Regions from separate parts of the Solanum lycopersicum genome. Here region 1 is linked to region 2. A link is a contact called in public promoter capture Hi-C data. All regions are on one chromosome and are shown on one strand. The core of a region is the stretch at or near the end of the contact, and the rest is flanking DNA. Distances in the headings are between cores, read along the strand shown. Region 1 has its middle 13 kb from the start of LOC101263696. Region 2 holds the start of LOC101264921.

What was found. Promoter capture Hi-C pulls out the DNA fragments that hold promoters and counts their contacts.
Region 1: a promoter capture Hi-C map of leaf shows a contact between it and region 2, with 2.0 times the contacts expected there. The contact joins the enhancer-like site here to the promoter of LOC101264921 in region 2. A contact is called at or near these places in 1 of 1 promoter capture datasets (leaf), 4 of 8 Hi-C or Micro-C datasets (leaf and leaf mesophyll) and 1 of 1 datasets of contacts at active chromatin or transcription factors (leaf).

Annotation. Positions count from the first base shown.
Region 1 is chr4:54,697,061-54,699,881 of SLM_r2.1, forward strand. No RefSeq gene overlaps it. Among protein-coding and RNA genes, the nearest start is that of LOC101263696, 13 kb to the right of the region's middle. Within about 2 kb of position 1,276, at least 2 of the 2 cell types and tissues checked have open chromatin away from gene starts, as enhancers often do. A contact at or near this core is called in leaf, where this site is marked.
Region 2 is chr4:54,653,289-54,656,070 of SLM_r2.1, forward strand. LOC101264921 reads left to right here and starts at 1,508. Exons shown (of 5, transcript XM_004237362.5): 1 at 1,508-1,765; 2 at 2,071-2,782. The coding sequence starts at 2,098.

The DNA of each region.
Region 1 (2,821 bases), core at 26-2,525, 44 kb after region 2:
TAAATGTAAAAATCATACAATTTGAATTACAGAATACAATTATGAATTTATACAAGTTTGATACACTAACAAAAATTCCAAAACAATGACAAAAGTATTTGCAAATATATAATTTGGATACATAAAAGGGCCCATACACGGAATCAACCTTATTTTCCTAAGTAATATAAATTCTGAAATCGTATAACCAAAACAAGTCAATATAATTTATACAAAGACACAGAAAATCATAAAATTGGAATACACATTATACAATTTCAAATAAAATCCCAAAACAAGAACAAAAAATATATAAGATACAATTCGAATACCTAAAATGGGATTTCCTTTCCGATGTAATATAAATTATATGTATAATCATAATAATACTAGACAATTCGTTATAATATATACAAACATAAACACCAGAGATATACAATTAGAAAAAGCATATATACAAAAAATGAGTACACATGTAGATCCGAACTTTAAAAGTTCATACAAATTATAATATACAAAATTTAAGAAAAGAAGAAAGAAAGTAAAATTGCATAATCATAATCCTAACAATCTCGTAGCACGATTTGAGAAAGAAAATTTTAAAGTTTGAAATAGTTTGTTTGGGGGATGGATCAAAGGGAGAAAATAAGGTAAGAAAATATGAACAGAGGGAAGGATTGAGCGTACACTTTGATACAAAACTGAAAAGTCGCCCTTCGTAATTGTAACTTAATGTTAGAGGCGAGCTATAATTTTCAGAAACTATAGCTATAACCAATAATAAAGTAATATATATTTTCTTGAATAGGTAATTTTCCCATTGAATAATCTTTTAAAATTTCAATGATCTAGATATGGGTTCAAATGATATTTTATGAAGATCTTATGCACTTAAATACGTCCACATACATGTGATTACCATCGATTTAACTAACACAATTATCTGATAACTTATAGAATAATTTATTTTAAAAAGAAGTAATTTAGAAGAAACTAACTTTAAACATAACTTGGTACAAAATTGTCTTGCTTGATTTTTAGAAAAAAGTAAAACTAAATAATGTGAGAGATAAATCCTTTTTTTGATTTTATACAATAAACCACACGACTAGAAGAAAGTCGAATGTAATTTGTGTTAAGGCACAAACGACCATATTTAGGAAGATGACTTATCTTAAAGGAATTTTATGGTCTTTTGGCCCATTTGTTTGCTTGTTGGATCTGTATATCAGCTTCCTTAAACTTGTATATCAACTTCCTTTTCTTATATTAGTCCTTCTTGGCCTTGGTATATCAGTATCTTTTCTTATATATCCGTCCTTTTTGGACTTGGTTGCGGCTGACTAAAAGATAGTTGGGCTTAGCCCAACGAAAACGCAGAAGGGAGATTCCATTGGACTCAAATGAAGGATATCATGCAAAGAACCAAAAAAAAAAAGTTAAATATCAAACTCAAAAACTACCACTAAATATACAATTAAAGGACTAAGTTACATGTTTCTATTCAAATATTAGCGCACATAAACAAATTTTGATTTAAAAACTAAAACTAATTCGAAGAGAAGATTTTTTTGGGAATCTTGTTCTCAATTCTTGATGCACTAATATATCTTATAAGACAAGGAAAATAATTGTTGTACCACGCGGTTCGTAATAGTTACACAATGCTTTACTATTTGCAACTTACATTTTTTCTTTAAAAGATGAAAAATATTTATCTCTTCACGTGAAAACTCATGATTCGTCTGACGTTTAATTTCTTACTGCGTGAACAATCTGACTGTGCTTTACATGTGCTCGATGGGAGAGATTGACTAGAATAAATCTTGTGGAGGTAAGGTTCGGTCCCTCTCATGTTCCACCGCTCTTTAAAAATTAGTAACAAGATAAAGATACAAACGGGTCAATATAGATGAAGTTGCCAAAAAAATCAAAACATCACTATAAAGTCAAGTCTAGGTTAAATTGATCATACGTGTGTTACATATATATAATATTGCTATTATACCAAACATATGGAACCTTTTCCAAATTAAATACTAATCAAGTTGCTTAGTGCACTAACCAAAACTTGTCACGTCTATAAATTAAAGACGATTAGACTAATAAGAAAACGAGTTTGAGAATGATTACATTAGTTGATCAATCATTAATATAAAAGCTAGTTGGTTAAAAAGTGCAAAAAGTAATCCTCAGTTACGGTATGTTAACGTCGTATCAAGCAAAAAAATATAAATACTTTAAGGGAGCCTTACATATTTTTAATTTAGTCTAGGGTCGAGTGGATGTTGTTTAATTATAATTAGCAAGTTCATTAATAATGCAACAATGGAAAAGGAGGGCGTAACATTTGCCTTTAAGCACGATTGCACATGTTTAGCGTTCCTAGATGCTTCTTTTAATGCAATCCTAATTGTATGAATTAGGAAAATATAAGGGAAACTTAAACAAATTACATCAATTTAGAAACTAACAAATTGTTTAGATACACTCTAGTCTAGTTTGTAATATTACGTATCTTATCAGATTTTGGTGCATCCACATACATTCAGATACATCCGGATACATATATCTCGGGATACATGAGGTCAAAATTAGATGCAATTTGCTTTAGATATATTATATACAAGTGGATTAACATGTATTTGAGATACATAACAAATCTCGCTTGCCACTCTCCTAGCAAATCATACTAGATACATACAGAATATGTATCTAGTGTGATTCGTATGGAATCTTGTTTGCCTCCCTCCCTATCTCGCTTGCCTCTCTCTCTATTTTAGTGTATTTGGTAGCAAAAATTCATGTATCTAAGTGTATCATCCTCAATATATAATAGAGA
Region 2 (2,782 bases), core at 258-2,757:
ATTTTGATATACATGATTAATACGCATATATTAAGAAAAAATAACTTGAATGGATATGTTTTAATAAATAATTTCGGATTATTTTTTATTTATTATTATGTATAGCAATATTATATTAAATGCATAATATATAAATGTGCCCTTTAACTTGATTTCAAATTACATTTATGCCCTTTAACTTTGAATATACATAAATAGACACTTAAACTTGTATAAAATTGAACAAATAGACACATATATCATACATGTCATCCAACATGTCATTTTTTGTCCTACGTGTGGTGTCCTATGTGTATTGTGTAATGTAGGACTCATGTGTTTATTTATTGAAAAGTTGTATAGTTAAAGTGCCTATTTGTGCATTATAAAAGTTGGAGGTTAAAGTTAAAATTTTAAATCAAGTTTAGGGTCCAATATATGTATTATACTTATATTAAATCTGCAATATGTATTAAAAGTGAATTAAGTATGCAATGTATATGTATTATAATTGTTTTTTGAAGTATATTATTTATGTTTGTTTGGTAAGAAGTTGACACATTGTATTATAAATGTATTAAAATGAGTGATAAATATATTAATTAATCAATAAAACTTGTATTATATGTGAATAATAAATTGTTCATTGTGATATGAATTAACATTGTATTATAAATGTTTAAAAGTGATCAAGTAAAAAAAATGTTATTGTTATAAATGGTAAATATTTTTGATTTATTGTATATTAGGTAAGTTTTCCACAATTAAACTAATAAATTATTGGGTATATAATAAATTTCGCTCATCTTCCTTGCCTCTCGTCAGTATATTGTTAGAGGCGAGTTAGGTGGGGGAGTTCATGGGTTCAGACGAACCCACTAACTTTTTTCATAGACACTATTATTGTATAAAAAAATTAAAAATGCATATAACTTGTGAATCCCCAAGCTCCTAATCTTGACTTCCTCTATTAATATGGTATCCCAGATACATGCGAATCACACCATATACATATAAATACATGTATCTAGTGTGTTTCACATGAATTTGAGATCACACATAACAAATCTTGGTTAAGAGATTTGATTTGATTTAAATTTCCAAAATTAATTATACATGTATTATGAAAATCCTTAATTACTCTTCTGATTAAGGAAATCAGTTATAACCAATTAATTTAAACATAAAATATGTATCTCAATTTAAAATTTTGACAGATACATATATCTCATACATTCAGACTCTATATTTTAAACGTGAAATATGATAAATAAAGTAATATTTACAAATATAAAAAATCTTAGCAATTAAAACCTAAAATAGTGTAATTTACGTAGATTGCCCCATAATATAATACATGTTGCCAAACTCTCAACAAATAGTGGCAAGTTAGGTCCATTTTATGCTATATATTCAGCCATATAGCTATATGACTCAACTGAATTTCTAGCCCATATAAAGTGGGCTATACCATAATAATGGCCCAATCATTTTCCCTCCAAGTAAGAAAGTCGCGCCCATAGTTAGTAGGTTTTGAACATACAAGGCGGGCCAAAAACTTAAGACCCTTAATTTTACCAAAATTCAATTTCCCGCCCCGCAAATTTGCTGAAACTTAATTTTTACTTGCACCATTTTCATTTCTGTGTAGCAAATCCACCGTAACCAAAGAGAAAAAGAATCCACCTTTATCAATGGAGATGCTTTGATATAATTCAAGATTCAACTTTTTATTTCAACGCTGTACATTGGGTTTTATCAATCTTGCTGGATTTTATGTTTTAAGGTCAGTTTTCAAGAATCTGATTAAAGATTGGTACATTATAGTTTCTATTAAAGTTTGTTAATTTTGTTTCTATTGTTGTTCTTCTGAGTTTTTTTATTTGCCCAAAATTTCTCTAGGTTTTTAATTTGTACAGTAGCTGATGCTTCTGTGATTAGTATTGATTAGATGTGTTTAGGTTATCAAGTTTTCATTTTTATTGTTGGTCTGTATCAAATATAAGATTCTTTCATCATCTGTAGTAGATTCGAGAATTGGGTAATTGAAATTTATGTGTTTTAGGGCTAAAGATTGGTTTTTGTTGGTAGGGTTCATGTTGGATTAGTGATTTCAGGATGGATGAAGATAATGCTGTTGAAAGGTGTCATAAAAGTCGTCCTGTTTTGAGAAATATAACGAATCAGCTTGGAAACAAGAGGCCATTTTCTTCACTTTTGGGCAATTCAAGTCTAAAGTGTGTAGATAAGGGAAATGAAAACCTAGGGGGTAAATTTGTTTTGGTAGATGACGGAGATAATGCAAAACGTGTTTGTGTTGGTCCTCGACCTTGTAGCAAGATTAAGTCATCAAAGGTGGATGTTGTATCAGGGATTTCAAATATACCAAATGACAACCAGGATCCCAGTTTGTTGCGAGTTGATTCAGCTACTGCTATCTGCCAAAGTACAATCGGAGATAAGGAGAACAATGATGCTTGTGGGAGTGCTATTGAAATTGTCAATGATCGGGAAATAATTCCAAAGAAAAATTCTGCAGTGATAAATGATATGGATGGTGTGGTAACTGGGGTGCCAGTACCAGCATTGTCTGGAACTGATGACCATGATGCTACTCGGAGTTGTGGAATTAACGAGGATAGTGAGGACACTGAAAGTGAAGATATGTTTCCTAATGGCCCCGATGAACAAGGTCTTGATAATCTGGTTATGAGTCTGTCTGGGTCAGTAGACTTGGCAAGATTGCCAGATTCACAGGAGTCAAGAGTTAAACTTGAGACATGTACCGGAACACAAGCTTGTG